Linked DNA regions of Mus musculus: regions 2, 3, 4, 5, 6 and 7 are each linked to region 1. The links are chromatin contacts, called in public promoter capture Hi-C maps. All regions are on one chromosome and are shown on one strand. Each heading gives the region's core, a stretch centred on a gene start, on an enhancer-like site or on the middle of the called end of the contact. The rest is flanking DNA. Distances are from core to core; before and after follow the strand shown. Region 1 holds the start of Tmem204 (transmembrane protein 204). Region 2 holds the start of Capn15 (calpain 15). Region 3 holds the start of A930017K11Rik (RIKEN cDNA A930017K11 gene). Region 4 holds the start of Rab40c (Rab40C, member RAS oncogene family). Region 5 holds the start of Rhbdl1 (rhomboid like 1). Region 6 holds the start of Fbxl16 (F-box and leucine-rich repeat protein 16). Region 7 holds the start of Ciao3 (cytosolic iron-sulfur assembly component 3).

Region 1 (2,996 bases), core at 189-2,688:
TTTAGATTGCATCCTCATATTTATGAGGCCCTTTATTCTCGTACTCTCAAACAGTGCATGCTATTTAAAGAGACGTTTCCAACTCCCAGGGTAGTGCATAGACCCCAGAACAAGAGAGCTGGGAAAGGAAAAGGCCACCATGGGCGTCAGGGAGGTAACACTCTGCCCTTTGCTGCTCTGTGCCTCCTCTGGTCTCCCGGACATCCCAGCCAGAGTCTCCTGCACTGTCCGAAAGGCCCTGACCACCTCAGCCGTTAAGACAGAACTCAGCCACATGTTCTCACACTTCTTGTTTTCCTTATTAAGTAATATTTCTTTCTAACCAAGGAAAAATGACTTGCTTTGATTAGGATACCCATCTTTCATCCTTCAGCCACATGTAATGGCAGAGAAGGAGCCTCCAGCCACGGGAGTGACTTCTTGTGAAGGAAGCCACAGACAGAGTCTAAGCTGAACAGTGGAGCTCTGTAGCGTTGCTTGTCAGGGTGGGCAGGAGGTGCAGGTTCCCTGCTGCCACCCTCAGCATGGACGGACACAACCTCCCCTCACCTAACCACTGGAAGGTGACAGAAAAATAACAAGACTTACGTTTGACGGTGCCTCGGGACTCCTGGAAACCTGCTGATTCCGAGCCCCATCCTAGAACCTCACAGTCATGGGTGTCCACCTGCCCAGTTCGAGTCCCAGGGCTTGTGACTCCCTTACCCCTGTCCACCAGCCAGCAAGACTTCCACAGCCCCACACTCCGCTTGCGTCCGTCCTCCAGCGTCTGGTACACCCAATTGGGGGTGAAGGCTGCTGCGTTGTTGAGGATGAGGGAGACCAGGGCCACCAGCACAGCGGTGGCCACAAGCTTCTGGAGAGTCATCTCTGACTTCCAGGACTGTCTATCTCGGAGAGTTCCAAGTCCCAGTCAGCCGCTGTGCATCCAGAGAAAGCCAAGATGCTGCTAGGGGTGGCTAGAGGACATCAGCACTCATCCTTGGGAAGCTATGCGGCAGCTCCAGCCCGGCACAGGAGGATGTCGCCCATGGGACGGGTCCAAGAGAGCTACTCACAGCCCTGTCTTAGCCTGCCTCTTGAGCCTGGAGCAGGGACAAGCCTGTGCTGAAGCTGGTCTCCCCAAGACCCATTCCAGGGAGAAATCTGGGGCACTGGCTGCACCAGCGAGAATCCAGAGTTGTAAGTGGGTCGTCTTCTTTGGAACAGAGGCCAGGGAGGCTGTGTCCACAGTGCCTCTTGCCTACAGCAGTGGAAAATGGACAGCAACTCGGGAGGCAGGCACAGCGTGGGAATCAGCCAGGTTACGCGCCTCAGAACGGGCTGTGGGAGCCAGTCTGATGGAGGAACAGGGTTGTGGACGCAGTGTGGGTTTGGCCACCTCTCTGCTATGTATCCCGTCTTGGTATCTCTGCCACAAATGGCAGGTCCTGAAAAGCAGAACGCCTGCCACAAGGAAGCATGTGTATGCGCGTATGTGTGTGAGCTCCCGTTTCCCTGTCTCTCAGCAGAGAGGAAATGGTTGTTTTTGAGGCTGTTTTTGGTGAGCAGGAGGGCGTAGCCAACTGCAACAAATAGCAGCCCTGCCACAGAGCCAGACACTAACAGGATGTGCTTCCTGATGGGAAAGGCCTGGGGAGACTTCAGAGGCCTGCTCCAGCCCACCACTGGCTGCCCCTCCCCATCTTCCTGTCCCATAGGAATAGTCAGGGATGCCAGCCAGGACACTCATCTTCTTACCTGTTGCCGTCAAACCTAGCCAGCTGTGCTAGGTCCCGGACCAGGGGATGCTGCAGACAGCACGGGCAGGCAGAATCCTCAGGGACTAGGTGTCCATCCATCCATCCATCCATCCATCCATCCATTGCCTAAGGCATGATAGGTGCTGTGAATCCCCAATGTCTAAAGCAGTGGTTCTCAGTCTGTAGGTCATGACCTCTTTGGGGGTCAAATGACCCTTTTACACGGGTCACCTGAGACCATCAGAAAACACAGATATTTGCATTAGAATTCATAACAATAGCAAAATTACAGTTGTGAAATAGCAACAAACTAATTTTATGGTTGGGGGTCACCACAACATGTGGAACTAATGGCAGGACAGAGTAAGGTGTAGAGGCACCTGAGGCAGGCCACCATCTGCTGACAGAGATCCATTCACCTCAAGGGAGCAAGTGTACTCAGACCTTACAAGGAAGGGGAACCTTGAGGAACCTCTGCAAGGGGTTGTTCTTGGGCTGGCAAGAAAAGGTGGGATTCTGTAAGGGGTTGTGCCACCAAGCAGGCTGGATAGCTGATGTGACTTCTGAGCAGCCAAGTTTGCTTACTAGCAAAGTGCTCGCTCCCCTGAGGCTGGACAGAGCGACTGTACATTTGCTCTCCTTCCTCATAGCGCTTCAGCTCTGGTAAATAAAAGCCACCAGGTCTGAGACTGTGTCCCGCCTCCAGAGCCTCCCACCAGGGTTCCAGAGCTGCATAAATGAACACAAGAACGCAGGAGCTGTGGGCTGAACCATCTCAAACACACGTACTGCACCGCACCGCACCGGGCAGGATTGGGACAGCCTGGTGCTGACTAGTGCACTGGCCGGGACAGGCCGGAACCGACCTTTCCTGTCTTCATGAACTGACATGCTGGGCCACCCCCTACTTCCTAGTGTGGCTGCCTTCAATCACACGTTCCCATATATAGTCAGGCTCCTGGCACTCCTTAAGTTTACATTCCAAAAGGCAAGGACTCTGTCTCTGTCCAGCCTTTTGACTGTCAGCAGTTCTGAGAATGTAAGTCCTCTGAGGAATAATATGATTTTTCACCCTCAAGTTTGTAGCAAGTGTCATTGTGGCTTATTTATATTTTTTATTCTTATTGCTCAGGGCCTGAAGGAAATTTACGCTTCATTCCAGGTCTCTGGGCCAGCCTCCCTGTGGGGTATGTTCTAAGTAGGAGGGACTTGACAAGCCGTGTGGGGTGCCATCTACCCTCAGCTTGTGCTATG
Region 2 (2,996 bases), core at 254-2,753, 900 kb after region 1:
TACATAGATATGGAGTTAGGGCCACTCTCAGACACTATGGCCAGCAGAGATTTTGATAACTCCATTGCAGTTAAGTTGTACAGTTTCTGAGCCTTGGATCCAGCAGGGTTCAAGTCTTCCTCCATGGAGGTCAATGACCTGTCTACCAGTCAGACAGCTCTAGACATTCTTAGATGTTAGAAAAGAAATGGGTGCATCTCTGTGGAGCAGAAGGACCTCAAAGGAAACAGAATCTACTACCCCATGGAGGCAAGCTACTGTTCAGCAAGACACAATTGCCCTAGACTGCAGAACTGTGGTCCTGAGCGCATCCCTGACAGCTAGACTCTGGAAGCAGGGAGAAACTCAAGAGGCAAGCTCCACATCTGTGACTTGCAGTTCTCCAGACTGGGAAAGGGGAAATTGCCACTGGAGGGGTAATCTCACAGTTTCTTACTGAGTAGCAGTTCTTCCTGATTTATTGCTGAACTGCAGGGTCAGCAGCAAACACTCAGGTAGGCTCTCAGGTTCTCCTGAAACTCAGGAGGTATCTATCCTGTTTTCGAGGCTAGGTGTTTCGCGGTCCTGTTTCAGTATCTGTACTCAGGGACCCTAAGAGCCAGCCTAGCAAGGACCATCTGGCCACACAACAGGGTTCCCAAATCAGACGTGGAAGGGCCCCTTTTTCAGAAAACAAAAAGAAAATCCCGCAGCTGTCAAGGGGCTGCTCTGTAACTTTCTCGGCCTGCTGACAGGCCCGCAAAAACAGAAGTGTGGGATGAGGGGGCACACAGGACGCTTTACTCTTGCTGCCGCCCCAGGCAGCTGCAGGTTTCTGCAGACAGTGCCCCCACGACCTATACCTTCGTACAGTGGGCCAACGCTTAGCCCCGGACAAGAGGGCACTCAAGGACAGGCAGGCACCGAGGGTCGCCTGCGTCTGAGGTTCCTAGGCTGGCCTCGAGTGACCCACACCTCCGGCGCGCTTCCCCCTCCCCTTCCCGCTCACCACAAGCCAGGCTACTGCTCCCAGGACAAACATGGAGCATCCCGGCTGATGCCCTGAGGCCGAGCTCTACGAGTCCTAGGCCGTCTGGCCGGCCGCCTACCGTGGAACTCACCTTAGCGAGCCGGCGGCGCCTCCTCAGCGCTCGCGATCGGTCTAGGCGGGCGCGGCCCTAGTGCCGGCCCTCAGTCGGTTGACCCACAACTTCGACCGGAGGGCACCAAGGGCCCCTTCGCGCCAGCCGCGATGCTCCGCCGGCTTAGCGCGTTTTGGCCGCGAAGATCCGTCTCGGCCCGGCAACCTTACAAACGCCTCCGTAGCTAGCGCCCGCCGTCCCGCCCGGCCTACCCGCTACGCCTTACGCTGCTTCCGTAGCGTGGCGCCCAGCCGGGGCCCGAGGCTACAGCGCGTCAGGGGCGCACGCGGCACTGGGAACCCGGAGCCGGGACTACGGCTCCCACAGGGCAGAGCGACGCGGCTCAAGGCACGCCGGGAATTGTAGTCCATGAATGGTCCTACCCTCTACTCTTTCCCTGAGATTTCGCCCTCCCAACGTGACCGGAGACGCTCAGTTCACGGATGCAGTTGGTACTCCCAAGCTAGTTTGATGTGGCGCGCTGGATCCGGGAAGAGAACGGACTACAGCTCCCAGGATCCCCTTAAGATGGGCTTTGGGCTCCGGTAGGCGTCCACGGGGTTCGAGTGTTACTGCGCCAGGGGAGATGTCGGGAGTCTGGGTCGTGATTTTGTACAAGGTCTGAACCGGTTGTCTGCTGCGTTGGGGCAGTAGGTGGTACAGTCCAACCTAGCTGCCTTGGCTGCTTTCTACCTCTTCCAGCGACTTCTGGTTTCTTTCCCAACGGTCTGAAGCAGCAACCGTGCTGGCACTGCTCCTTCCGAGGTTACTCCATCTGAGGTCTGTGTTTACTCGAGTGCTAGATAGGCACGTCACTTTTTCTAGAGAAACACTGGCATCTGAGGCAGTCCTTTGAGTTATGTTCACAAGAGCCCCCAAGCTATTTCCCATTAGAGCCCTTTGGCTCCCCCGAATTAACTTAATTCCAGCCACTTGTCCTCTGCAACTGAAAGCTAACTAAGAATCAGGCTGCTAGCCGGGCGTTGTGGCCCACGCCTTTAATCCCAGCACTCGGGAGGCAGAGGCAGGCAGATTTCTGAGTTCGAAGCCAGTCTGGTCTACAAAGTGAGTTCCAGGACAGCCAGGGCTATACAGAGAAACCCTGTCTCAAAAAACAAAACAAACCAAACCAAAAACCAACCAAAAACCAAAAACCAAAAACAAAAAACAAAAAAAAACATAGCACATAGCAAAAGGACACCCGGCACTCTGAATGTTGTGTGAGAGATTGGGTACTATTTGCCCCCGGACCCAGAAAACCTGAGTCTGGCTCAGTAGAGACTACAGATAATGTTTCTGGGAAATCATTCATGCTCCAGAAGCTAGAAAGCTAAAGACTGGCCATTGAATTCAGGATGCTGTGGGGACACCTATGCCTGAATGGGGAAGACACCAAATTTTGGCAAGAGGAGAGGAGCAGAGGCTGTCTTCCTGAGCCCCCTGACAGTGGTGAAGTCACTGCTCATTCATCAGTAGGTGATACCCATGATCAGGAGAATGGCCAAGCTGGATCCAGGACAGTATCTCTGGTCACTACGGGTCATCACTAGTGCAATGATGTATCACTGCACTAAGTAAGATGATCACACAGCAGGTAAAGCTGGATCATCCCAGGTTGGCTGAGCCCTGATCTATGCTAGTGTAGTATGGGCCAGAAGACAGACACCCTGTTGAGTGCACAGACCACAGGACACCCTGCAGAGGTCAAGAAGGGCAGAGAGAGCTTTGCAGGGACAGAAGCCATAGATCAACCACCCTGACTCTTGAGCAGATGGGACCCAACACTATTCCTCATAGTTTTGGGGCCACAGCTACAAAGGTATAGTTGCTTAGGTATAGTTGCATAGTTGCTAAGGAGACTGAGGCAGGAGGGTC
Region 3 (2,996 bases), core at 258-2,757, 870 kb after region 1:
CTGCAAGATGTGATGACAGATAGGCATGTGTGCTCAGGCAACAGAGGCGTCTGTGCAGGGGCCATCGATCACCCAGCCCTGGGAGCCACACAGCTGTGCGGATTGGTGCTACCGCTTAAACTAACCTCCCAGCCCGGACTAGGTGGTCCTTCTGGGGCCTTGGATCCAGGGGTTGGGGCTCCTCCTGTGCCTCCCTCCAGACCAGGCACCCGAGGTGCTGACCTCTCCAAGACCCAGAGGATGCTGGGCACTGGTCCAACACAGGGCACATCCCTACACTAGCCCCCACATACACAAAGGCACACTCATCCTGCCCGGCCCCAGCCCCAACCCCAACTAATGACCTGGCATGGGTTCCCTGGCTGCGTGCCTGGTCTGGAAAACTAATAGCTGGAAGGGCCAGCCCACCTATCCGTTGACCCTCTTGAGACTCAGTGTCCTACAGGGATGAGCGCGGGAGCTGAAGAGGATAGCTGGGACCCCAACACCTTTCTTTTGCCTCCCCGCTGCGGGCGCCGCCCTGACGAGCCCTCACGGTGCTGGGATCACAAGCAGCCCTTTCTATGCATCCGTCCAGAGCCGGAGCCCCAACTTCGCGGGAAGTGCCGCCCGCTCACCTTACCGCGTCCGCCGAACCGAGCCTGCGGCGTCTGCTAAATGTGCGCCAGGCAAAGGGTCAAACTTCCTACTTGCGAACACCGCGGGGTAACCGAGGTCCAGAGCTAGAAGCGGCGGCAACTCCACGGCGCCGCCGCCTCCTCCCGCGTTCCCCGACGCCGACTCGCAGGCGCCCACCAAAGTTGGCAGAGAAGCGCGTGCGCCACGGCGCGAGCTTCCAAACGCAGCGACCTCCGACCGGGCTGGGCGCGGGAGGCGGGACACTCTCAGCCGCAGACGACTCCCACCTCTTAGCACACTGCCCTGCGCACTCACCGGACGCGCTGGGACTGCTCCTGGAGGGAGCGAGGCCGGACCCGCCACAGTGCCGCAAGAGATTGGAGTGGCGCGCAGGTGCGGGGCCGAGTGAGGGGCGCCTGGCACCGTCCCCGCCCCCGACGCCTGCAGGCTGCCGCGGGGGTGCGTAGAGGCAGCCAAGTCTCCCGGGTCCCCGCAGCGGCAAGAGGGGGCGTCAGCACGCATCAGTCAGGGCTCTGGCCCCTGACAGCCGCCTGCCCACCCAAATCAGGGCCTTGGGGCTGAACCCTAGGACAGGGAGCCTCCAGAGCGGACTAGGAGAGGCCAAAGCCCGGAGCTCAGGCGGTGGAGTCTATATCTCCTTGCCAGCTTCCACTGGGCAAGCCAGGGAGCCTATGTAGTTCTTTTACTCCAAACAGGAGGCGTCTCCCACACCCCTTGCTCTACCCGCTGATGGTCACTATGCACTGACACCCCTACCCCTGGATACATCCTGCCATTCCCAGCCCCCACTCTTCACGTCCTAAGAGGTTCCTCCCTGCTTTAGGAGATCCAGTGCCAGTGCCCACTATCGGAAGGGCCTCATCCCCACTGGTGGCTTCTCCTGGAAGGGCTATGGGGTGACAAAGGACCCAGGAGGGTTTGGAATGCCGAGCACACAGTGAATGCTGGAACTCCCTTCCCTGTAATGTCTTCATGGCCAGAACTGCTCCTGGGTTGTCAAAACTTAAAATCTGGGCTCACACTTCTAGCCAGATCCCAGGGAAATTTGCGTAATTGTAATTGGTGAGTTCCAGGGGTGCATGTGGGCATGGCTCCCTCCCTCCCTCCCTCCTGCTCTCTCTGTCTCTGTGTGTCTGTCTGTCTCTGTCCGTCTCTCTGGAGTCAGCCTGTGACTGGGGAGGATAACTTAGCCCAGAGGTGTGCTGCATGGTTTTTCAAGCATAGAAGGGTGATTGTTGCCCCAGGCTTGCCCTGTGGAGGCTGAGGTCCAAAGACTCTTGGGACCCTAAGGCTCGTCCAGGCTCACTACTGGTTCCTAGGATTTCCCCAGTTGAGATTTGTGGAAGAAGTGAAATCTCTCTAGGGATTCTGGGTTGGTACACAGGGCAGTCATAGGGTTCAGGGCAACAAGCATCAGTACTTCTGGTCCCATGTCTGTGTGGCAGACATAATGGCCAGGGCTCAGCTGTTGGCCAACGCTCAAAGGTTACTGCCGGTTAAGGAGCAGGGCCTCTCCAGTCTAGTTTCCTTCTGTCTCCATGCCACCTTCCTCAAAGGCAGCCCACTCCCAACTGAGGGACATCCAGAGCTGGAAGTGGTGTTACGTATGAATTGTACAGCATGCTCCTTTCTGCCTGCCTGGCTCAGCTAATCAGCTGACCATGCAGGTGGCCTGGGGCCGGGAGACAGCTTGAATGGCCACTGTGCCAGTAGTCCTAGGGCCAGAAGACCAGCTCCTCATGGGCACTAACTAGAAATGAGTGCAGAGTCAGGTCACTGTGAGACAAGGAGAGTAGGGACACTAGGCATGGCCCTTTTTCTTTTCTCAAGGACACCTCTGTACTCTAGCGATCCTCTTTTTGGGAATTAGGGAATAGGCTGTCTGCCAATAGGGGCAGGCTGGAGGATGTGACCACTGTCCAGAGGAGGCCTGGCTCTGGCATCCAGGGAGTAAAGCCCGGTGTAGCTCAGGTGACTGAGCCTGTGGCCTGTGGAAGAAACCAAGAGGTCTGCCATGTGGCATCTCACTTATGAGGTTGACAGCCCTAGGGATGATCACTGCCTAGGCCAGCTCTATGGAGGCCCGGAGAAGTGAGACAGATAGATATCCAGAATGGGAAAAGTGGGAGGGAAGTGGAGGGCCCACATGCCCCGCAGTACCACCTTTTATAGGCCTTTTTAGAAATTTGAGTGAGAGGAGAGGAAGAGACCTAATCAAACAAAGCCAAAACCAAAAACCCAAAACAACCTCAAGGTATTTTTCTATTCTTTTTTTTAAAGAATAATTTATTAATTTTATGCATATGAGTACACACTGTAGCTGTCTGTAGCTGTCTTTAGACACATCAGGAGAGGAC
Region 4 (2,996 bases), core at 325-2,824, 840 kb after region 1:
CCGTACAGCTTGTGCATCGTGAAAGCACTGGGTGGGTGAACAGTGCCCATGGTAAGTCTCACACCTCTGTACTCTTTATGTGCTAGTGGCCCCACTTCGGGTAGCACGTCATAGGAAATCTGGCAAGACTCCGTTGACAGAGGAGAGGAGGAAAGAGGATCCAGCAGGAGGCTGTGTGGATATGTGGTTGAAGCTGATGGGGAAAGGAAGAGTGGAGCAGGGACAAGCAGTCTCTCCAAAGCACAAGTTAACACTAAGCATTTCTGAAGCCAAGCCCAGCCCTTCCCACACTCCCCCATTGGAAAGGTAACCCCCCAAAGCCTTTCTGAGCAGGGCTGTCACCCTGGGACGCCCAGTTAAATACCAGTCAAGGCTGCCTGGCTGTGCAGAGGTCTTTTCACATACCCTGCAAAGTAAAACCATGACTCTTCCTTTCCTGCGCTGAAGATGCCTGCTGTGAACTGAAGCTGAGAGGTGCTTGGGGAGGACTTACAGAGAAGATCCAGCGCTACTGTTCAAAAGGAAGGGTCCTCCACTGATGTCCTGGCAGTCATCACCCTTGACAAGTCCTAACTGCTAAGAGTGGTAGATGTCTTACCTACACACTCAGCTGTTATTTACCAGACCGCCAGTACTCAGAGCAGTAAGACAGGGCTAACAAGACCCCAGAGAATGAAGTAAAAAAGCAGAGTAAAAGGGACTCGGGAAGCGACCAGGAAGGTAGAATTAGTCCAGTGATATAAGATGACAGGCCCACTGCACATTAATTCCTCCGGAGTCAGCAGCCCCTGTGATCCAATCCCACCCACTGTTAGCTACGATTTTACCTTAAATATCTAAATTAAGAGGCAAGCTCAGGCAAGTGCCAGTGATGCAATCTACCTTGTGTATTTTTTGCCATGCACCCGGAAGTTAACAAAAATCACATCGCAGCAGACCTATTTTCTCCCTGCACAGGGTGCGGTGTCTCTGAGCAAACCCCTCCGGCGGCAGTGCGGTGAGCACCGGGCCCGTCGTGCGGTATCTGCCGCGCGGCCCATTCCAGGCCCTAATGGACTCCAAAGACCTGCTGCTGTGACTTCTTAGTAGCCACCAGGACCCGCGCCCGCTTGCCGACGGCTCCTCAAGGCAGGGCCAGAGGATACCGCAGCGACACGCGCAGAGGCCGCCCGCTCCCGCGACAGGCCGCTCCCACCTCGCGCGCCCACAGCCAACCCCGGCCTACCGTTGCTGTAGGCGTACGGGGATTCAGCTGCGCCGTCCTGAAGGCTCTCCAGGATCTCGCCTTTGCCCACGTCGCTGTCGCCCACCAGCAGGAACTTGAGCAGGTAATCGTAGCTCTTCACTGGACTGCCCTGGGTGCCCATCCTCCCGCCCGCCGCACCGCGGCCCACGGCACCGCCGCCAGACCTGCGGGCGAAGGCTGGTGAGCGGCCGTGCGGTCAGGACGCTGATGCTCCCGCCCGCTGGCCACCGCCCCCAGTGCACCCGCCCCGCTGCCGCCAGCTTCACCTCAGCCTCCTAGCCGCCGCCGCCGCCGCTGCCGCCGCCGCCACCCGCCGCTTCCCGCACGGCACCGCGCAGCCCCGCAGCCCCGCCCCCGGATGCGCCGCCGCCATTGGCCACCCTCCGCCGGCCCTCTCCGGGCCATTGGCCTGGCAGCCTGGCCGTCACGGTCGCCCCGCCCCCACGTCGCCCCACACAAGGTGCCGCCCAGCCCACGGTCGCCCCGCCCTGCCCACTCGCCACTGCTACTGGCCCGCTGCCACCCTCTTTCTCACTTCTGTTGGTCTACATGCTTGTCTATCACTGAAGTCCCGTCCCCGCTATTTCGTACACAGTGTTGCTGAGGCTGGCGTTTTTCCCCGCCTCCTCGCTGTGACCATTGGCTACTTCCCACTGATTTTCCGAAATCATTGGTTGCTCTTGCATGTCCATCCCAACCCCTACTGCTTCCTGCAGGATGCCTCAGAGCCATAGTAGCCGGGCACCGACCTGCAACATCCTGGCCTCCCGCCCCCTCGTCATCACCATTGGCTACTACTGCTAAGGCATTTGTGCCATCTAACATCGATCATAACCTCCTAGGCCCACCCCTTTCCTAATTCGGGCCAATCAAGAGTCAAACATTACACAAGTCTACCCTTCCCCCCTCGTGGACAAGCGGAAGGGTAGAGATAACTCCTGCTTCAGCTGAGTCCCGGGAGGAGGGTGTTGGAAGGGGGCAGGTTATCTATCAAGCTGCGTTGGCCGGCCGCTCTCACAGAGACCCAGAAGGGAAGTAACAAAGTTCGTCGTACACTGTGGGGCTCGCCTTCCCTGAGGGCAGGGCGGGGACAGCCACTTAGTGTTCGCCCTGGAGGGGCAAGCCTCTCTCCCTTGTGGGCTGTTCCAAGGGGTGGGACTTCCTCCTGGCTGCGGAGTGGGCGGGGCCGCTACTGAGTGTTTTGGCACAAGGATGGCGGCTGAAGTCCACCTCTGAGCTGTCTCTTGTGGGGGACATCCTTCCCAAAGCGGATCCTGAGGGCTTGGACCAGCGACTGAGCAGCGTTGGCCCGGTGAACTCCAGGATGGGCAACGCATTGCATGTGCACACTCGGTCGGCCAGCTCCAAGGCTGGAGGGCCACGGACAGCGTTCTTGGTTAAGAGTGCATTCACAAGTCACATAAATAGCAAAAAATTTAAAACGTAAAACATAAGCCGGGCGTGGTGGCGCTCGCCTTTAATTCCAGCACTCGGAAGGCAGAGGCAGGCGAATTTCTGAGTTCGAAGCCAGCCTGGTCTACAGGGTGAGTTCCAGGACAGCCAGGGCTATACAGAGAAACCCTGTCTCAAAAACCCAAAACCAAACCAAACCAAACAAAAAACAAAAAAAACCGTAAACATAGATTGGGACCAACGCTCTTGCACTGTAAGCCTAACAGTATGAGTTCGATCTCCCTCCGGTGACTGACCATCTGTAATCTCCATCTAGCTCCGGCTCCTATAATAAGAA
Region 5 (2,996 bases), core at 245-2,744, 760 kb after region 1:
TCCAGACCACCTCAGGCAGTGTAACTTAGCTGGGAGATAAGCCTTCAGAGTCAGTGGGCAGGTGCTGGGGGTAGGAGTGGAGAAGAGGCTCTGGAAGGCAAGGCTCACTTACCCGACATGCATGAACATGTAGGTGAGGAAGCGCCATGCCCGAGCACGGTGTCCTGGGTGATACACCAGAGGGCTCTTCATATATTCAGGGTGGTAGGTCTGGAGCACCCACTTGTTGAGACGTGCCCCGTAGCACAGGAACACGATGATCTGGGGACACTAGTGTTAGGGCTGGTCAAGACTAGGGACTCAGGAGGCCCCAGGGCAATGTGTAGGCAGGCCCACCTGGGCAAGAGTGACCGAGGCCATGAACACAGGGGGTGGGCAGGTGCGGTGCCTGTAGAAGTACCAGCGGCGGTCCACCTCGCAGGGCAGGATCTCGTAGGCCACATAGCGCACAAACCGCTTGTAGACACTCAGGCCTGGCTCATCTAGCAGTCCGTCTCGGGGCAGTGCCCGCTGTCCGTTAGCAATGGCTCTCTTGAAGCTGCTGGAACGCTTGCTGCTGATCTGAAGGGCAGGAACCTTAGTGTAGGTGACAGTATTGTTCCTGTGGAACCCTACCTTACTTGGCTGTGTGGCTGCTAATGGTCTGAGGGTCTTCCACACTGCCCAGGTCTGTAAGCCCTACCCAGTAAAAAGCTGTGTGCCCACCCAGCTTTGGTCAGGGTGCTGCGCTTGACCAGGCCTGGGCCCTCCCCTGCTGCCCACACACCATGGCACTGACCAGGTCCACCAGCTCCTGGTAGCAGACCTGGCCCCGCTCGTTGCTCTGAGCCAGAGCCACCAACATGTCCAACTTGGTGGGGTCCAGGGGCAGCTCATGGCTGTGTACCAGACCAGCGAAGGTGTCCGCACCGATGAAGCCTGTGTTCTCAGGATCCAGCTGCTGTGGTGGGGGAGTAGAGGGTGGGCCAACTCCCAGCCACAGGGCTGAGCTAGGCTGGCTAGGAAGGCTGGACCTTTGTGCCAGTCAGTGCCTGTTTGCTAGAACCAGCTTGTTCCCAGGCCCTGGCAGGGCAAGGTGCCTGGTTTGGCTGTTCTACCACCTCATATTCGCTCTACCAGTCCTAGAAAGGGGAAGGACCTAGGTCCAAGGACCACCACCCTCCATCCCCAGCTTTCCGTGGAAACCCGATGAAGCCAGACCTTTCTTGGGGTCGGGAGTCTCAGAGACCAAGGTCGTGCAGGGAGGGGGGTTTGGGAGGCGGCTGCCTGGGCCTTCTGCGAGCATGGTCCCTCCCCCGAACCCCTCACCGGCTGGAAGGGCGCCAAGGCAGTGCCAGCTCCCACCCACCACGCACCTGCTCCTGAATGAGCTGCAGCAGCGAGCTCCTGTCCATAGAGCCGGGCCGAGGGCCGGGGTCGGCCGAGGCCGGGAGGGGCTGCTCTGCGGACCGCTCCGCTCCGCCCCGGCCGGCCCGCTCCGCCTGCTCTGCTCTGCGCTCCCCGAGCTCAGACAGCGTCACCGAGATGCCAGCCCAGCGCGCACACAGCCAGAGTACGCGCATATCCTGCACGCGCACGCGCGGCCCCAACTCGACGCACTGCCTGGGTAGATCGTCCCCCACCGAACAGCTCGACCCAGAACCACTGCCTGCGTCCAGCTCTTGCACCACGTGCGGCAGAAGCTTCTCCCAGTAGGCCATAGCTGGCAGCCTGCAGCACCCAATACCCTCTTAGGCAGCCTGTTTTATTACCTTCCCTAGGATACTTTCTTTCTACTAAAAATAGGTCTGTGACCCATCCCCAGAATGTCAAGGTCCAGTTGCTCCCATCATACTTTCTCCTGAGCTGGAGCTGCTTTCAGTAGACACACTTGTCCTTATTTGCACTGTTCCAGCAACGAAGCCCCAGGTTCCCTATTCATGGCCAAGGCTGGAAGCTCTAACCAAACATCCCTGAATTGGATTTGAGATAGCAGGGCCTCCAGTGCAAAAACACCAGTCAAGAAGGCACAGGGGATAGCCAGGAAGAGCCACAAATAGCCACGTGAAGGTAGAACTGACTGCAGCTTGGATAAGGGAGGGGGTGTGCTCCTGAGGACAGTGAAGGTGACAGACCAATAGGATGTGTAACCATGGCAACCCCCCCAAGTATCATTCAAAACAATCTGCTACTGCAAAGATGGGATGGCAGTTATTCTTGCCCGATGGGCCTCTACAGGGAATACAGCTGCCTACAATAAGCAGCCTGCCTAGATGCTCAGTGGGACGGCAGGCCAGTAGGTTGGGACTGGAGCAGGAGGCAAAGGCCTCATTTTTCAGGGATCCCTGTTCTGTGGACATTCTGGGGCAGAGAGAACCCACCTGACCCAACCCAAGTGACTCGTTGAGTGTATGGATTCCTGTTTGGGTGTCTTTGGTGGTAGGAGGTCATGTCACAGGATCAACTCCGAGTCCATCATTCACTCAGCTTCTGGCCAGGTTGAGATCTATGGCTGGCCCTTGCTTGTAACAGCCAGGCTACACATAAAGCCCAGGTTCTCAGCAGAGCCAGGCAGGCTGCCTGGGCTGTGTGGAGTGTGGGGCAATGAAGAACCAACAGCAGAAGCAATGTTCCCAGAGAAGCAGCAGGAGCCCTCTCACACACACCCCCACCCCCATGACACTGATGGATGCTGGCATTACTAGACAGCAGACCCCTTAACTGGACCTTCCGTAGCCATTAATCAGCATGACTAGTGAGACCACAGAATGGGAACCAGGACACAGGGGAGACGTCTCAGAAGGGTCAGGTGGCATTTCCAACTCACACAAAAACAGCAGTCACATTGCGATTGAAAAGCCATTTTTTATGGGGCTGGAGAGAGGACTTGGTGGTTCAGAGCACTTGCTGCCTCTGCAGAGGACCTGGGTTTGTTTCCAACACCCACGGGATGGCTCACAATCATTAGTTAACTCCAGTTCCAGGGAACTCTGACATACTCATTTGGCTTCTGTCGG
Region 6 (2,996 bases), core at 178-2,677, 730 kb after region 1:
GTCTGAAGATAGCCATGGTATACTCACATACATAAAATATATAATTTTTTTAAAGACTGGTAGAAGAGGATTCTAATATCAGTCTCTCTCTCCTCTCTCTCTCTCTCTCTCTCTCTCTCTCTCTCTCTCTCTCTCTCTCTCTCTCTCTTTCTCTCTCTCTCTCTCTCACACACACACACACACACATATACTCACTCACACACACTGCCTAAGAAATACCTGAGACTGCCCTCTAACTTCTATTTGCACCTTCACATATATGATCATACACCACACACACACACACACACACACACACACACACACACACACACACACACACACCAGCTAGGATACAGCTTACTTCCCTTTCTTATTGCCCCTAGGCCTCACATCATTCCCAGGAGACAGACCTCCCATCTCCACAGCAGTTGGTCTCATCTGAGGACATTCCACCCTGAAGCTCCTTCTCTTCCAAGACGCTACTCTGCTGTCCCAACATCTGCTGTTTCTGGTCTCAAGAGAGACCCAGATTGGGGTCCCTTTAGCCTGCTGAGAGGTCTGGCTCTCCAGCAGCCCTTAATGGGTCCTTTTACACAAACCACCCTCCCTGGTCCATACAGGCTGCCACCACCTGACCTCTACTTCATCTCAGAGCGAACCTGTGGAACTCCATAAGGCAGGTCGATTCTCGAACCATTCCTACCAAGTGCTATGGGGACAGAGAGGGCGTCTCAGATCATTTGTGACATTGTCAGAAGTAACCCCTCCCCACTATCACTCCACTGTCTTGTGTTTTCATTGACGCTTGCTTTAGTCACTTGCTTGCAAGTGTGTGACTATGTCACCCAGAACAGGGATTCTTCTGCCTGACTCGCAACAGGATCGGAAGGGATATGAATCCTAGGGGCCATAAGGAGGGTGTGTGTGTGTGTGTGTGGAGGTGCGACGATGTCGATGTCTCCACTCGGCTTCTCTTTCCTCGCCCTCACAGGTGGCAATCCAAGCAAGGGCACATAGGGCCAGTTGCATCTGCGCAGGATCCGGAACCCCACTGCCAACCGCTCGCGCCAAGGACCGCAATTCTCCTCAGCTGGCAAGATTCTGGGTCGCCACCACTTTGTGCAGATGGGACACTCGAAGCTGCTCTTCGGCCGCGCGGCCTACGGGGTTTGTTATTGTGCGAACACCGGCCGCTGAGCGGGTGCTGCCGCCTGGCGCGTGCCCGTCGGTACCGCACCGGGAGCGCGCGGAGAGGAGCGGGGCGGGGTTGGGGATTCTCGACACCTCAGCCTGGCTCTAGAACCCGGATTGGTCCGGACGCCGGGAGCGCGCGAGGGCGCGGCTCTTAGGGCCGGGCGGGGGGCACGCGCGGCGCCGGCGGCGGCCGCGGAGGAGCGCGGGGAGGAGCGCGGAGGAGGAGCGCAGGGAGGAGGGGAAGGGGAGGGAGGAGGCGCCCGCCGGGTTCCCTGCAAAGCGGCCTTATTTATCTGGGCACAGCCTCAGCCTCCCCGGTGGGAGGCTCAGGGCGGCAGATCCTCTCCCACCGGGGAGCTCCGCTCGGAACTCTGCGGAGAGGGCCCTGGCGCGGGGCGCCGGGCGCGGGGCGCAGTCGGGCCCTGCTAGCCAGTCCAGCACCTCGGCCGCCTCCGCGCTAGGCGGCTCGGGTGCTGAGCTCCCCATGACGCGAGGTCGCCCGGCGGACAGCGTGGCATGAGCCAGAAGCCCTGGCCGAGGTAAGGTGTGTGTGCGCGCGCGGCCAGGCTGCGGGGAGGGGAGGGTCCAGGTCGAGCCACTGCCTCCGCGAAGGCTACAATGAGGAGGGGGCGGGGTGGGGACTTGGGACTGCGCCGCGGCCGCCGCCGCCTGAGCAGGGCTTACGTAATCGCAGCCCCTTCCCCACCTCACCCTTCGGCCGCTGAGCCAGCGGTTCCGCAGCCCCTAACCCTAGTGGCCGGCCTGATTGCGCCCCGCTCGCTACCGGCAGCGCGGTCAGGCTGTATCTCCGTACCACGGAATTGCTGAGAGGAAGCACGGTGGCTGCGAGGACGCGGAACTGCAGGCCGTCAGCCCCCACTCCTTCTGGCTTGGCTCTGGGCTCTCCCCACTCCAGCCCTATGAGCCTCCGGCGGACTGGAGGACGTGACAGGTGTTGATACAATTAAAAGGGAGGAGCCATGTGGATATGTGGCCTAGGGGTCCTGGACGCCTTCTGGACATGAGCTGGTATAGAGCTGCCGCCCACAGCTCTATACCAGGGAGTGGGCTGGCATGTCTTTGGTTCTAGAAAAAGAAAATGGGCCTTGGCCAAGATTGGAAGGCTTCAAAATGGGGAATGGGCATCCTGAGATTGCTGAGCAGGGCTTCCATGTCCTTCTAGGATGTTAGTCAGTGGGGGATCCTCCCCACCCGTCATCCCAGGAGAGAAGGCTGCACTGTTGAGGCCTGGATCTGGCCTAGCAGCCCTCCTGCTAGCCCCTCCCAGCCCGAGCCAGCAGCTGACCTCCCAGGAGCAGATGGCAGATGCCACTTCACCTGCTCCCTCCTGGAGGCCCGACTTCCACTGCCATCTTGTCCCAGGGCCCACTGACCAGGGTCTTCTCAGGCCTCCCTGCTGCCCCTTCGGGACACGGGACCCTCTGTTCCAGCCCAACACTTTGATGAAGTGCTGGACAGCAGCCTCATCGCAGCAGGGGGGAGGGGCGGGGGGGGGGCCGGTGTTGGGACAGGAGCCTGGATGATTAGGGGCTGCCTAGATCAGGTCAGAGGCATGGTGGAGCCTCGATTTCCTGCCTAGACGTGGCCTGAGGGCCGGGCTGGGAGCCATTGGGAGAAGAGAGGGAAAGTCAAGGTTGAAAACGTGGGTGATGTTGAGATAGCCCAAGATTCAGCAGCCTCATTTCCTGCCACCCTCACTATTTGCCTCCCCAGTCACCCATACTGTAAGTCCAGGACACGTATGCACTCACCTGTTCTCCCAAATACACCTGAACAGGTCCCGTCTCGCACTGATGAAG
Region 7 (2,996 bases), core at 358-2,857, 690 kb after region 1:
AGGCATGGTGGCACACACCTTTAATCCCAGCATTCCAGAGGCAGAGGCAAATGGATCTCTGTGAGTTCTAGGCCATCCTAGTCCACCAAGCGAGTTCCAGGACAGTCAGGGCTACACAGAGAAACCCTATTCTGTTTAAAAGAAAAATGACATTCACGTGTGCAGCATCTATTCTAAAGACTTTTCTAACCACCCTGATCAGAAACCTTCTCCACACCTGAGGTCAGCTTTCCATCTGCAGGTTTGCCTGTCCTGGACATTTTTGCTGAATGGTGTCACACGTGTGGCCTTTTGTGACTGGCTTCATGAAATCCACTGATTGTAATGTCTTCAGGGATCACCTACATTACACCAGGACTTCATTCTTTCTACTGTTCCAGGCCATTCTGCTCTGTCTCTCTTATTGGGCCTTGGATATGCCTCACATCTGCCAGCCGTCCACTGGGTTTGTTCTAATAGACTTGGGTTTGGTGGTGGTGGTGGTGAGTTTGAATTTCCAGGGATCTATGTATCACCCTCCTTCCAGCATTAGAATCCTCCCAGCAACCCTGTATACAGTTACCAAACCCAGACACTATTGTGGATGCCAAGAAGTGCATGCTGAAAGGAGCCTGATATGGCTGTCTCCTGAGGCCCTGCCAGAGGCTTACAAATACAGAGGCAGATGCTAGGCAGCCAACTGTTGGACTGAGCACGGGGTCCTCAATAATTAAAGAAAGGACTGGAGAAGCTGAAGGGGTTTGAAACCCCTTAGGAAGAACAACAATATCAACCAACCAGACCCCCCAGAACTCCCAGGGACTAAACCATCAACAAAGGAGTACACATGGCTCCAGCTGCATATGTAGCAGAGGATGGCTTTGTCATGCATCAATGGGAGGAGAGGTCTTTGGTCCTATGAAGGCTTGATAGATGCCCCAGTGTAGGGGACTTTGAGGGAGGGGAGGGGAGAGAGGGTGGGTGGGTGGAGTAACACCCTCACAGAAGCAGGGGAAGGGAGGATGTGATAGGGTGTTTCCAGGAGGGAGGGAGGGAAACTGGGAAAGGGGATAACATTTGAAATGTAAATAAAGAAAATATCCAATTTAAAACAAGAATCCTCCTGGCAAACAGAAACTGTCCTTTGGCCCTGGTCCAGTCCAAGAACCTGCTTCTGTAAATGTTCTCCCACACTCCAGTCTTAACATCTCAACAGCACTTGTCTATCTCATTTTTTGGTAAGCCCATTCCAAGGCATTCCAGTGAATCAAAGTTAATTTTGTGTTCTCCTGCCCACTGCATCTGGAACCTTCCTTGAGTATTGCTAGGTCAAGGTGATGAATGAAATCCGGATTCCGACCCCTACGGGAAGCGGGAGAGACTCTGAGTCTCTAGTTACATTCTTTGCGTTATTTGTCTTTGCTACCCTGCTACACCACAACCAAGGGACGCAAGGGAGACCGAACGCTGTGCTGTGGAACTTGCAGCTTGAGTCCGCTGGGCCGAGCGCTCAAGGCCGCCGGCAGAGGGCGCGCACGCTTTTCAAAGCTTGTTGACGGAGAGAAATGAGCATGCGCTGGAATTTGCGTTTTCCGGCAGAGTGGCGGAACTGCATGTCATTTTGGTGTCATTTTGCGACACCCCCGTGTGACACTCGGCGGCAGTGAGGCTGTCATGGCGTCGCCCTTCAGTGGGGCACTACAGCTGACCGACTTGGACGACTTCATCGGGCCATCTCAGGTGGGCCGGCCAAGGGCGAGTCGGGCAGGAGGAGGGTCCGAGCCTGGCCGTGCACCTCGGGAAACCTCTCTCGTCTGTGTCTTTTCCCAGGGCCCAGGACCCAGGGCCTCAGTCAGTCTAGTTCCCTTTTCACAAACACAGACAACTGAGGCCAGGGAGGGCCAGACAACGCGGTTACTGGGCCCGGAGCGATCCCTGGGACCATGGGAGTGTTTAGTGGTGACAGGCAGGTTTAGTGTTTAAAAAAAAAAGGTGGGGGGACTTGTTGTTATGTGATCTTAAGTTACTGTTGTAGTAGTGTCACCCAGCTGGTGATGCAGAGACATGGTGGGGCTGAGTTAGCCTCCACACACCTGTGAGATATCCCTTCCCACTCCTCTCTCAGAGCCAGTTGTCATCTCTGTGGACAGGGACCATGTTGAAGGGACAGGTTTGATGTCCACTTGGGCCACAGCCACAGCTAATGTTCCTGACGTTGCCTCGAGGAAGAGAGAGGGATACAGACAGACCGCCCTGAAAACAGGAGCTGCTGCCCTTGCTGGGTCTTCCTTTGTCTCCAGAGCTAGCCAAGTCCCATGACCCATAAAAGACGGGCTGAGCTGCCACACGGACAGGATGAACTGGGCCATCTTACCCGAGACTGGCCCTTTTCTGGAAAGCCACCAAGGTTCAGGAAGCGATAACAGGAGATGTCCAAGAGAAGGGGAGAGACATGGAGTTTCATCTGTGGTCGTGGGATGGAGGTGACCTCTAGATGTTTCCAAGGAAAGCCTTCCTGTCTGGCCAGGCCTCTGACACTCTGATCTCCGGGGGTGTGCTGCTATGTGCACGTAGGAAGGGCAGGCTAGTCAGGGCTTCTTGCATTAGCTTGCATATAGAGTTTGTAGCAGATTTCATGGTGATTCTGGAGAAAGAGTGGCCTTGATGGCATTCTCCTCACCTTGTACAGAGAAGGGTGGGCAACCAGAGCTCAGCATGGCTTCAGTGGCAGGAAGGTGGTAGAATTGGCCTCGGTGGTGAGCTTCACTCTATGGCCGGTAGCCAACCATCCCTGAGGCCCTCCATACCCAGCCCCCCACCCCACTCCCCACCCTCCCCACCCCCCGTCCAAGTTGCTTTCTCCTAATAGAGCCTGGTGTGGGGTCTTTCCTGGTGTAGAATTGCATCAAGCCTGTAAAGGTGGCTAAGAAGCCAGGAAGTGGCATAGCCAAGATCCACATTGAAGACGATGGCAGTTACTTCCAAGTGAACCAAGTAAGGACCCTGAGGTCTCACCA

Evidence for each region. Promoter capture Hi-C pulls out the DNA fragments that hold promoters and counts their contacts.
Region 2: a promoter capture Hi-C map of liver shows a contact between it and region 1, with 4 times the contacts expected there. The contact joins the promoter of Capn15 here to the promoter of Tmem204 in region 1. A contact is called at or near these places in 3 of 39 promoter capture datasets (liver and stem cell-derived epiblast-like cells).
Region 3: a contact with region 1 is called in a promoter capture Hi-C map of liver, with 4 times the contacts expected there. The contact joins the promoter of A930017K11Rik here to the promoter of Tmem204 in region 1. A contact is called at or near these places in 5 of 39 promoter capture datasets (embryonic stem cells, liver, pre-B cells and 1 more) and 1 of 115 datasets of contacts at active chromatin or transcription factors (pancreatic cancer cells).
Region 4: a contact with region 1 is called in a promoter capture Hi-C map of liver, with 4 times the contacts expected there. The contact joins the promoter of Rab40c here to the promoter of Tmem204 in region 1. A contact is called at or near these places in 2 of 39 promoter capture datasets (both in liver) and 1 of 115 datasets of contacts at active chromatin or transcription factors (pancreatic cancer cells).
Region 5: a promoter capture Hi-C map of hippocampal neurons shows a contact between it and region 1, with 4 times the contacts expected there. The contact joins the promoter of Rhbdl1 here to the promoter of Tmem204 in region 1. A contact is called at or near these places in 6 of 39 promoter capture datasets (the 3T3-L1 cell line, HPC-7-derived erythroid cells, cranial neural crest and 3 more), 3 of 115 datasets of contacts at active chromatin or transcription factors (bone marrow-derived macrophages, embryonic limb bud and pancreatic cancer cells) and 1 of 9 other capture datasets (macrophages).
Region 6: a promoter capture Hi-C map of pre-B cells shows a contact between it and region 1, with 4 times the contacts expected there. The contact joins the promoter of Fbxl16 here to the promoter of Tmem204 in region 1. A contact is called at or near these places in 15 of 39 promoter capture datasets (the 3T3-L1 cell line, 3T3-L1-derived adipocytes, the C10 cell line and 9 more), 1 of 115 datasets of contacts at active chromatin or transcription factors (bone marrow-derived macrophages) and 1 of 9 other capture datasets (macrophages).
Region 7: a contact with region 1 is called in a promoter capture Hi-C map of the HPC-7 cell line, with 8 times the contacts expected there. The contact joins the promoter of Ciao3 here to the promoter of Tmem204 in region 1. A contact is called at or near these places in 8 of 39 promoter capture datasets (the 3T3-L1 cell line, the HPC-7 cell line, embryonic stem cells and 4 more) and 1 of 115 datasets of contacts at active chromatin or transcription factors (pancreatic cancer cells).

What each region holds. Positions count from the first base shown.
Region 1 is chr17:25,079,676-25,082,671 of GRCm38.p6, forward strand. Tmem204 (transmembrane protein 204) reads right to left here and starts at 1,439. Exons shown (of 3, transcript NM_001001183.1): 1 at 589-1,439. The coding sequence starts at 868. All of the region lies in intron 18 of Ift140 (intraflagellar transport 140), which reads left to right.
Region 2 is chr17:25,984,371-25,987,366 of GRCm38.p6, forward strand. It overlaps Capn15 (calpain 15), which reads right to left and starts at 1,504. Exons shown (of 12, transcript NM_001347334.1): 1 at 1,101-1,504. 1700022N22Rik (RIKEN cDNA 1700022N22 gene) reads left to right here and starts at 1,460. Exons shown (of 2, transcript NR_166913.2): 1 at 1,460-1,666.
Region 3 is chr17:25,951,058-25,954,053 of GRCm38.p6, forward strand. It overlaps A930017K11Rik (RIKEN cDNA A930017K11 gene), which reads right to left and starts at 1,508. Exons shown (of 3, transcript NM_001358019.1): 1 at 934-1,508. D630044L22Rik (RIKEN cDNA gene D630044L22 gene) reads left to right here and starts at 415. Exons shown (of 7, transcript NR_152187.1): 1 at 415-1,701.
Region 4 is chr17:25,918,140-25,921,135 of GRCm38.p6, forward strand. Rab40c (Rab40C, member RAS oncogene family) reads right to left here and starts at 1,575. Exons shown (of 7, transcript NM_139154.2): 1 at 1,513-1,575; 2 at 1,226-1,410. The coding sequence starts at 1,367.
Region 5 is chr17:25,835,633-25,838,628 of GRCm38.p6, forward strand. It overlaps Rhbdl1 (rhomboid like 1), which reads right to left and starts at 1,495. Exons shown (of 8, transcript NM_144816.1): 1 at 1,356-1,495; 2 at 779-940; 3 at 337-561; 4 at 113-261. The coding sequence starts at 1,394. Rhot2 (ras homolog family member T2) reads right to left here. Exons shown (of 19, transcript NM_145999.3): 19 at 2,825-2,996.
Region 6 is chr17:25,807,672-25,810,667 of GRCm38.p6, forward strand. Fbxl16 (F-box and leucine-rich repeat protein 16) reads left to right here and starts at 1,428. Exons shown (of 6, transcript NM_001164225.2): 1 at 1,428-1,715.
Region 7 is chr17:25,772,169-25,775,164 of GRCm38.p6, forward strand. It overlaps Ciao3 (cytosolic iron-sulfur assembly component 3), which reads left to right and starts at 1,608. Exons shown (of 11, transcript NM_026238.4): 1 at 1,608-1,719; 2 at 2,878-2,973. The coding sequence starts at 1,654. It overlaps Gm41550 (a long non-coding RNA gene), which reads left to right. Exons shown (of 3, transcript XR_876684.1): 3 at 242-376.